Regions from separate parts of the Mus musculus genome. Here regions 2 and 3 are each linked to region 1. The links are chromatin contacts, called in public promoter capture Hi-C maps. All regions are on one chromosome and are shown on one strand. Each heading gives the region's core, a stretch centred on a gene start, on an enhancer-like site or on the middle of the called end of the contact. The rest is flanking DNA. Distances are from core to core; before and after follow the strand shown. Region 1 holds the start of Mpdu1 (mannose-P-dolichol utilization defect 1). Region 2 holds the start of Chd3 (chromodomain helicase DNA binding protein 3). Region 3 holds the start of Gucy2e (guanylate cyclase 2e).

The links. Promoter capture Hi-C pulls out the DNA fragments that hold promoters and counts their contacts.
Region 2: a contact with region 1 is called in a promoter capture Hi-C map of second pharyngeal arch cranial neural crest. The contact joins the promoter of Chd3 here to the promoter of Mpdu1 in region 1. A contact is called at or near these places in 10 of 39 promoter capture datasets (the 3T3-L1 cell line, the C10 cell line, the HPC-7 cell line and 6 more), 2 of 484 Hi-C or Micro-C datasets (the G1E-ER4 cell line and regulatory T cells), 2 of 115 datasets of contacts at active chromatin or transcription factors (the SCID.adh cell line and pancreatic cancer cells) and 2 of 9 other capture datasets (adipose tissue and pancreatic islet).
Region 3: a contact with region 1 is called in a promoter capture Hi-C map of second pharyngeal arch cranial neural crest. The contact joins the promoter of Gucy2e here to the promoter of Mpdu1 in region 1. A contact is called at or near these places in 6 of 39 promoter capture datasets (cranial neural crest, frontonasal cranial neural crest, hematopoietic stem and progenitor cells and 3 more), 1 of 115 datasets of contacts at active chromatin or transcription factors (astrocytes) and 2 of 9 other capture datasets (adipose tissue and pancreatic islet).

What each region holds. Positions count from the first base shown.
Region 1 is chr11:69,660,873-69,664,199 of GRCm38.p6, forward strand. It overlaps Mpdu1 (mannose-P-dolichol utilization defect 1), which reads right to left and starts at 1,777. Exons shown (of 7, transcript NM_011900.4): 1 at 1,597-1,777. The coding sequence starts at 1,699. Mir1934 (microRNA 1934) reads left to right here and starts at 2,171; the gene lies at 2,171-2,253.
Region 2 is chr11:69,368,153-69,371,044 of GRCm38.p6, forward strand. It overlaps Chd3 (chromodomain helicase DNA binding protein 3), which reads right to left and starts at 1,274. Exons shown (of 40, transcript NM_146019.4): 1 at 984-1,274. The coding sequence starts at 1,239. It overlaps Gm32483 (a long non-coding RNA gene), which reads left to right and starts at 838. Exons shown (of 2, transcript XR_003949707.1): 1 at 838-926; 2 at 2,586-2,892.
Region 3 is chr11:69,235,626-69,238,551 of GRCm38.p6, forward strand. It overlaps Gucy2e (guanylate cyclase 2e), which reads right to left and starts at 1,397. Exons shown (of 19, transcript NM_008192.3): 1 at 1,321-1,397; 2 at 291-1,029; 3 at 1-197. The coding sequence starts at 1,020.

The DNA of each region.
Region 1 (3,327 bases), core at 527-3,026:
TAAAAAATAAATAAAAAATAAAACAACCCTATTTTGTGTGTGAGCACATAGGTGCATGTGTTCAGGTCAGAGACTTTGAGGAGCCAGTTCTCCCTTTTTGCCTTTCTGTGGGTTCCGGGAATTGTACCCAGGTTGCCAGCCTTGCAAGCCACCCCTCCAGTCCCACAGGCGTTCCCTGACTCTTTTCTCTCCCCCCCCACCCCATTCCCACATTCATACATTCCTGAACCTTCAGGTTGTCCCCACTCTTCCAGGACATTTATCCTTGTTCTTCCACTATCTCTATCATTTACTTCTTTTTTTTAAAGATTTATTTATTTATTTACTTTATGTGTGTGAGTACATTGTAGCTATCTATCTTCAGACACACCAGAAGAGGGCATTGGATCCCATTACAGATGGTTGTAGGCCACCATGTGGTTGCTGGGAATTAAACTCAGAACCTCTGGGAGAGCAGTCAGTGCTCTTAACCACTGAGCCATCTCTCCAGCCCCTATCATTTACTTCTTATCTTGGTTTTTCCAGACAAGGCTGCTCTGTGTAGCCAGCCCTGGTTGTATTGGAACTCATCCAGTTGCCTAGGCTGTCCTTGAACTCCCGCCTCTGGGTCCCTCCCAAGGGCTGGGATTAAAGGTGTGGGCCACAGTTCCTGGCAATTTCTCTAATTTTTTTTAAAAAACATTTTTCTTTCAAACCCTGTGTCCAGGGCTGATTTTCAATAGATTGCAGCGAGTGAGCTGAGCTGCTGCCTACAAAACCCTGATCCTGGCAATCTCTCTACCACTGAATCTTTGACCTGGTGGGCATTTGGCCCAGGAAGGCGTCTTGACTATTGTAAGCCAAAAGTCACTTAGAATAGAGAGATGGAGAAGGCTTATCAAAGGCCTTTGTAAAGAAAAAGGAAAGGAAAAGTGCTATACTCCCAACACTCTAGTGACTGAGGCAGGAGGACTGTTGCCAGTTCAAGGGCAGTCTGTGCCACATAGTAAATTCCAGAAGCTGGTGCTGGAGAGAGGGGATAAAAAAAAAAATTTGTGAGCCTCTGTCAGTTGAGTGCTTGGGGCGAAAGGAGGCCTACATGCCTGGCTGGGGTTTTAATTTTGTTTTATAAAATACGAGTTTTCCGCCGAGGATTGGTGGCACACACCTTTAATCCCAGCATTTGGGAGACAGAGTCAGGTGGATTTCTGAGTTCGAGGCCAGCCTGGTCTACAGAGCGAGTTCCAGGTCAGCCAGAGCTATACCCTGTCGGGGGGGGGGGGGGGGGTACGACAAAAAAGCTCCGAGTTTTCCAGCCTGGGGCTAGAGCCTGGTTAGCAGAGTAGCACATGCCGCCCTGAGTTCGACTCCCAGCCCAGAAAGGGATGAGGGTTGGGTACAGACTTCCGAGATTGTAAAACACAAATTTAACTTTTTTTCGGGAGACACCCCTTCATGCCCAAATATGGCACTTTTCCTATGCAGGGCCCCAAACACTTCCGCCCTCGTCAGAACCGCCTTCTGCCCAGCTTCGCGGTGACATTAATCGCCACTGTCACGCCAACTTACGGTTCAAGGCTGCTCCAGCTAGACCTTGAAGGCTGAAATAAAACTCACCATGAAGCAAGTCCCATTGCACGAAGAGCTGGTCGTAACATTTCTCAGGTAAAAGAATTGGCACCAGCAGCCCTTTGAACGGCCCGTCGGCCTCCCCCGCCATGTTGGAAAGCTAAGCTTCCGCCAGGCGGGACAACCCCCGCCATTTATCCGCGCCGCGCATGCGCGCCGCGCACACCCCGCCCTGCTGTCCCCGAGGCCAGGGCTGCTCTTCCCTCTCCGTGATGCTCGCCCGCCTCCTCTAGGGGACACAGGTCTCCTTCCCAGGCAGGCTTTTGTGCGCGCCTTGACGTTCGAATTTTAAAGCGTGTCCGCGTTTGGCGCCTGCGCTGTTAGGACTTCCTCACTTTTGTTTACGCTCTTGTTCTGAAAGCAAGGTCCATGCTGCCCCCTCGCCCTGTCCCCCCTGCATGTACGCCATCTTGTCTAATCTCGGCCAACTTGATAGTGTTTGAAGTTGAAAGGGAAAAGAGTTCGAGTCTTCAAAATGGCGCTAGCAGAAGCACTGCAGCTCTCTTTATCTTTCCTCTTGGTTTCTCCAGAGGGAATAGAGCCGCAAAAGAGCCATTCCGAGCTGGGCCTTCTTTCTGGTCCCCTGCTTCGTCCTCTGTCCAGATGTTAAGAGGATGACGGTGGGGCTGGTGAGATGGCTCAGCGGTTAAGAGCGCCGATTGCTCTTCCAAAGGTACTGAGTTCAAATCCCAGCAACCACATGGTGGCTCACAGCCATCCGTAAGGGGCGAGCTCCGCTGCAGGAGAGCAACCCCTGACACAACAGGGGACCTCAGTCTGCTGTGTCTAGGTGGGAACCCAGAGGGTGCGAGCAAAATTCCAGTATTTGTCTGGGAAAGGGCCCCTAGGGTTAGGCGAAGAGAGCCATCTACATTCCACCACACTGCCAGGACACCTACTCTTGGTTCAGGCTGTAGGGCATTCCTAAACTGTTTCTCAGTTCCTTGTTTTTGGGGGTGAGGGGAATGTAGTTGCTGGTCAGGGCATAATGTCACATGTACCTCTGCTGTGTGGGGGCTCTGGTCCAAGAATTTCTGTAACCTCATGGGACTGTTAAATTGGAAAGGCACCCATCCTTGGCTCCCATCCGTTGAACCATGTCCTACTATAAACAGTAGAATTTATACTTTGGTACAGTGGGTGGCTGTCTGAAAAATCCCTTTTTATATCTGGACAAGGGCAGATTGCAATTGCCACCGCTCCCTCTCCTTCTGGTACTCGGGGATGTGTTTGCGAGGCCTGAAGTTGTTCCTCGTAGCACAGCCTCATAGAAGTCGGCTGCACCAGTGGGCTCCTCAGTGAACTAGCCCCGGCCACAGTGCACATGGAATCTCATTGTTCAGTCACCACTTTTGAAATAAATTAATACAGCCACCTACTCATATTTTAGTTGTGTTGTACCTAGCTGCGCCCCGAGGGTCAGCAACAGGGTGTCAGGTCGGAATGATTCATTCTGTAAGGGACTAGGCAGCCATTGGCCCCAGAGGGAGGAGGGAATTTTGGCAGCTTCACCAGCAGTCACAGGACATTGAGGGATGAACCAATGAAGGCATTTGGTCACTCTCTGGTACTTTTGTCCCTTCTTGCCAGCTGTCTCTTGGTGACTCAGCCACGGGAAGGCACAGGAAGGCATATGACAAGAAACTCGTGGCTTTTAGCCCCGGCAGGACAAGGCAAGCCAAGAGAAAAGATTTCATTAAGTGTTTGTACTCTTAATGA
Region 2 (2,892 bases), core at 24-2,523, 290 kb before region 1:
GGTTTCATCAAGAGAGTGACAGTGAATGGCAGCCACGTGAGAGTCACAGCTGGGCAGTTCGGCCACCCCAGACTGACGGGGTCACGAGGGGGGGATGGGGGCTGCACTTGACACAAAAGAGCCCGGGGCAGAGATGACGAGGGTGGGGCCGGGGGCATCTGGCTCCCCAGACATTCTCCTGTCTCTCTTCAAATCTGAGGTGACCCGAGACCTCGGCGGCCAGCTAGGGGGGAGTGGACGGTATGTCCAAGTCTTACTCCAGGAAGTGGTCTGCGTGGAGTGTGGCCACCACCTGCCTCTGGTCATCAGCCGCTACAAACATTCGCACGCCCCCTCCCACGCGTGCCACCGCACACCCCTAAGTTGGCGGGCACCGAAGTCCCTGCAGGTGGAGGGGCTGGTCCGCGGGCCACTGTCCCACCTCTGCTTGCCCAAGTCCCCAGCGGAGGGCGTCGGGTGGCAGTCAGCTCCACACCCCGAACCCACTCGGCTTCAGTCCGACCCCACCGGGGCCCGGCCCAAGGGGCGCTCACGCGGCCGCCCCTCCCCCACGCGCCCCTCCCCCCACGCCGCCGTCCGGTCGCCGGGGTCTCCGCGGTCCCTCGCTCGGCCTGGGAGGGGGGCCCTGGCTTCGCTACGGCCGTTTCCTGCCTACCCCCTCCCCGCCGAGGGTGAAAAAAATAAATCTCCTCCCCCGAAAGCCGCGACCAAGTGGCCCGGTCCGCGCGCGCAGCTCGCTCCCTGCGCTCTCCAGCCCGGGCGCGGCGGCGGCGGCGGCGGCGGCGGTGGCGGCGGCCGCGGTAGCGGCGGAGGAGGGGTGCGGCGGGGGAGGGGAGGAGGCCTGGCCCCAAGGCCGCCGCCGCCCGGACTGCCGGGCCCGTCTAGACCCGCCAGGCGCCCGGGACTCTCCTCGGCTCGGCCGAACCGTAGGTGCCGGGCCCCGCGGCTCCGCTCGGGCCCCGGGGAGTCGGACGGACGCTTACCTGGTGGCGGGGGCGGCGGCAGCGGCGGCGGCGGCGGCGGGAAGAGGTGGCAGCTGGGGGGGCTGTGGCGGTCGCGGCTCCGGTCGTGGCCCGGCCCGCGCCCGAGTACTCCCTCTTCGTCCTCCTCCTCATCGTCCTCGTCGGCCGCCTCCACCTCCTCCTCCTCCTCGTCGCCCTCTTCTTCCTCCTCTTCTTCCTCCTCCGACACCACCATCTCCTCCTCCTCCTCCTCCTCGTCCCTCAGAGGGGAAGCCATCCTGTGGCTCTGGCCCCCCCACCACCCCCCCACCCACCGCCCGCCCGCCTCCCCCACCGCTACCACCACCACCTCCTCCTCCTCCTCCTCCTCCTCCTCCTCCTCCTCGGCGGCGGCGTCCTCCTCCTCCTCCTCCTCACCGCCTCCCCCAGCCCCCCAAACCCCCGGGCCACCCCCCTCCAGAACACCCACCCCCGGGGCCGGCGTCTGAGGAGGGGGGCCGCACCACCCCCAAAAATGTTCTTGGAAAAATTTAAGGACTTTTTCCCCCTTCTGTCTTTCCTCCCAAGAGAACAAGAAAGGGAGATCGTTTAAAAAAAAAAAATTATATATATGTATATAAAAGTTTTCGACTTCTCTCTACCCCCCTCGGTTGCTTTAAATATATTTAAATTCTGAGGGGGGCGCTCAGAAATATTTCTCAGAGCTGAGGCACTAAGATGGCCGCCTTGAAATTATTTTTAAAACAACCCCCCCTCCAGCACTGCCACCCCCCTCTATAAAGAAAGAGAGAGGGGGGTAAAATCCCCTTTTAAAACAAAATGGCTGGCTTAATATTTCATTTTTCATACACCCCCATTCTCCCTGTTACATCCAATCTCCAAGCTTCTACTCAGAAACCCACAAATTTCTCCCTTTTTTCATAACTGATTAGTGCACAGATTAATACATTTTCCTTGTGTATTGAGAGAGAGAGAGAGAGAGAGAGAGAGAGAGAGTGTGTGTGTGTGTGTGTGTGTGTGTGTGTGTTGGGGGGCATGAAGGATTTCTGCATAAAACAAAAATGGCTGCTGTGACTTAACTCCCCCCCTTATAAAAATATTTGGGGGGGTATTAATCAGTACTCATGCTCAGTCTGACATCAGCATAAATTGTTAAAGGTTAACTAGTTAGATACTAGTCCAACTAGATTGAATTTTTCTTTTCTTTACTAGTCTTCTTCCTCCCCCCACCTCCCTTCTCTAAAGAAAAGCTTTTTTTTTTTTTTTCTGAATACTTCAGAAGGGAGTGGTTTGATGTGAAGGTTTTTTTTTTTTTTCCTTCAGGCATTGAAAAGGAAAAAGATGAAATATATGTTTATATATAACTCTCTACATACCTCATTGAAGTCAAAATGCATTTAATTGTGTACGTAGCTTTTAAATGAGAAATGGTACTGGCTTTTTTTTTTTTTCTCCTTAAAAAAAAAGTGACAGAAATCCTAGTGACTTTGGGGGGAGAGATATGAATAGATGATTGAGTTTTTTTTCCAAGGAGTCCATGTTTGATTCTCTCCTTTGCCCAGCCCTCAGTGTTCTGTGAATGTTGTCAATTTTATCTCTACTCTTTCCCTTCCTCTCCTCCAGTGGCTTGCTTGTAAAATCGTCTGACTTGAGAAATTAATTTGGTGGTGACTAGGTCAGATTTTTAGGAGAAAGAGGAGAGGGTCGGATCTGAAGATTGTGAAATTCTTTTCTCCTGTGTCATCGAACGCCTCTTCCTCCATGACCTTCGACACTGATAAAGTAGAAGAAACTGAGGCACGGGGAGAGGAAAGCAACTGAGAAGAGAGGAACGAGGTAGGGCGAACACTCAGGCCTTTTCACTGAACCGGCTGACCTGTCCTTTCAGACTGGATCCCAGTGTTTATCTTAAAGTTGTAGCAGGGATCAG
Region 3 (2,926 bases), core at 147-2,646, 430 kb before region 1:
ATCGTGAGCCCTGCGGAGCTGGGAGCTGTTGACAAATGCAGCCAGAGCCTCCGGGCCTGGAGACAAAGCGTAGTGAAGCGTGTCGAAGGGCAGGAAAACCAGGGAGCCATCAGTCAGAGCCAGTTCTTCTGCAGCTTCCAGTAGGTAGCGCTGCTCCTCGCCGCCCAGCAGCACCGAGTGCATCACCATGATCACTACTGCGGAGCGGACGGACACAGAGGCTGGCTCGCTACGCTGTCCACTCTCGGCAGGACCCACCCACCTTGCCCGCACTCTACTGGGGAGCTTACCTCTAACTCTAGGCCCATCTCGGATCCTCCCGAGGGCCTCCCGGGCTCCAGACCGGTCTGAAGTCTCCATGGAAGTCACTAGGGCAACTGGCAAACCCCGGGCCCTGAGTGCTGTGGACAGAGCGCGTCCCGCCTCCACCCACAGGTCTTGGGGTGCAGTGATCAGGGCCACGCGCGCCCAGCGGAATGCTCTAAGGAGGACGTAGAGAGCATCTGCAGCGGGGGTCACCGCCGGGGCTGTAGTACCCGCCGCCCGCGTGCCAGGGCAGCCCCAGGGCACCAGCGCTACTCCAGCTTCTTGAGCCAACAGTTCGGCTGGCCGACAGGCTGCGGGGTTCACCGGACCCACCAGGCCAGAGACTCGAGACAGCGCAGAGGACACAGCCCCTAGTGAGCCCGGAGTCAGGCAGGGCTCTGGGAGCAGCGCAACCTCGAACCGGGGGCCGCCGTCTAAAGCAAAGTCACGATTCAGGCGGTTGGCGGCCAGACGCGCAGCCAGGTCTGGTCGGGCCCGTGCAAAGATGGGGTCGCAAGCCCAGGGGCCCAGCACCCCCACTTTGAACACAGCAGAGAGGGCAGAAGGAGATGGGAGCAGTAGCAGTAGCAGGAGTCCCGGTAGCCCAGGCCTTGGCCAGCGCAGGACCCGCGAGAAACTGGACGGAGACTGCCGCGCAGGGACACAGAACCCGGCGCCGGGAAGCCCTCCGGCTGGCAGGAGCCAAGCGCTCATTGCCTTCTTCTGTGAACACAGAGCGAACAAGATAAGAGTTGAGGGCCCTCAGCACTCACTCCCGTAAGGTTCTCCCCTCAAGCCTGTTTCTCAAATTCCGCCCAACCCCCTAGGGTGTCTTGGCTTCCAGGACCCTAGATGGCAGCCCAGCTCATCGCCCCAAGGTCTTTTTGGTTTAGCCTGTTTGTACTTAGATTGTTTATCCTCCCTTCCTCTTCAGCAGTCTTGGGGGTTCAGTGGGGAATACTCCCACGCCTTCATACAGGACCGAAGTTCCTGTGTGGGTCATTCATTACTTACCGGAAAGTCCGGGGCTAGGGCTTGGCTAAGGGGTCACAGGATCGATGCCCCTTCGGTCTCCCCTGGCAGCCCAGCCCAGGGCGGGGGGTGTGGGAACAGCCCGCTGCAGCCCTTAATCCCTCCAAGCCGATTAGGATCTTTTAATCAAGCAGAACAGGGCGGGCTGATGGAGGTTGAGAGTCTCTACAGCTCCTCTGTAGAGTGGGGTCTGCCCTGCTTCTAGACAGCCACAGTTGCTTTAACTAATCATACAGGGAGAGAAAGCGAATCTGGACTGTACCTCACACCGCGCACGAATTCAACGTCAGACTTACATATGAAAATAAAATGTTTATCTTTTTCAGCTGTCTCTTCAAAAAGGGAATCAGATAAGAATCATCTGTGGGGCCGGGCGTGGTGGCGCACGCCTTTAATCCCAGCACTTGGGAGGCAGAGGCAGGCGGATTTCTGAGTTCGAGGCCAGCCTGGTCTACAGAGTGAGTTCCAGGACAGCCAGGGCTACACAGAGAAACCCCGTCTCAGAAAAGAATCATCTGTGGGAAGGAGGAGAGATAAAGGTTCAATGGTTAGGAGCGTTTGCTGCTTTCTTCGGAGGACCCAGGTTCATTTCCCAGCACCCACATGATGGCTCACAATCATCTGTAACTCCAATTCCAGAGGATCCAGTGCTAGCTTCTGAGAGAAAGCACCTGGTGGTGCACTGTCTGTACATACAGACAAAGATAAATAAGATAATAGAGTTAATTTTAAAAATCATCCGTGGACACTAAAGCTAGGGGGAAATTTTGAAGAACATCATAGATGTTAAGTTTTTCACAATTATAAACTGTCACTCCATCTATTGTTCATAGGTTGATAGACAGCAAACATATAATTGCTGCAATTTTAACTGTAAAAAAAATATTTATAGCAGAGTGTAATAGCCTTTGTTCCCAGCACAAGGGAAGCAGAGGCAGGTGGATGGATCTCTATGAGTTCGAAGTCAGCCAAGTATACCTAGAGACTTCCAGGACAGCCAAGGCTACACATAGACCCTGTCTCAAAAAAAAAATTATTTTCTACATATGTATGGGTGCCTGAGTATATGTATGTATGTATGTATGTATGTATGTATGTGTGCACCACATGTGTGCAATGGCCGATGGAGGTCAGAAGAGGCATCAGAATGCTGGAGTTACACACAGTTGTGAGCCACACCTGTGTGCTGAGAGCCAGCCAATAAGTAAGGTCTGGACCTGTTGACTGGTCTCTCCAGGCTTGGGACTGCTGCAGCCACTCCGTACCCCCTTGCTCTGAGGTATTCTATCTACAGGCACAGGACATTCATTTACCCCTTCAGTGGTTAGTTTTGATTAAATTGTTATCTTTCATCTCCTGCATAATTTCTCTCTTCCCTCCCTCCCTCTCTCCTGCCTTCCAACTCATATGCAAGCTTTAGGGAAAAACTTTAAACAAGTAGAATTACAAAAATTCCACAAGAAGCTGGGCGTGGTGGCGCACGCCTTTAATTCCAGCACTTGGAAGGCAGAGGCAGGTGGATTTCTGAGTTCGAGGCCAGCCTGGTCTACAACGTGAGTTCCAGGACAGCCAGGGCTATACAGAGAAA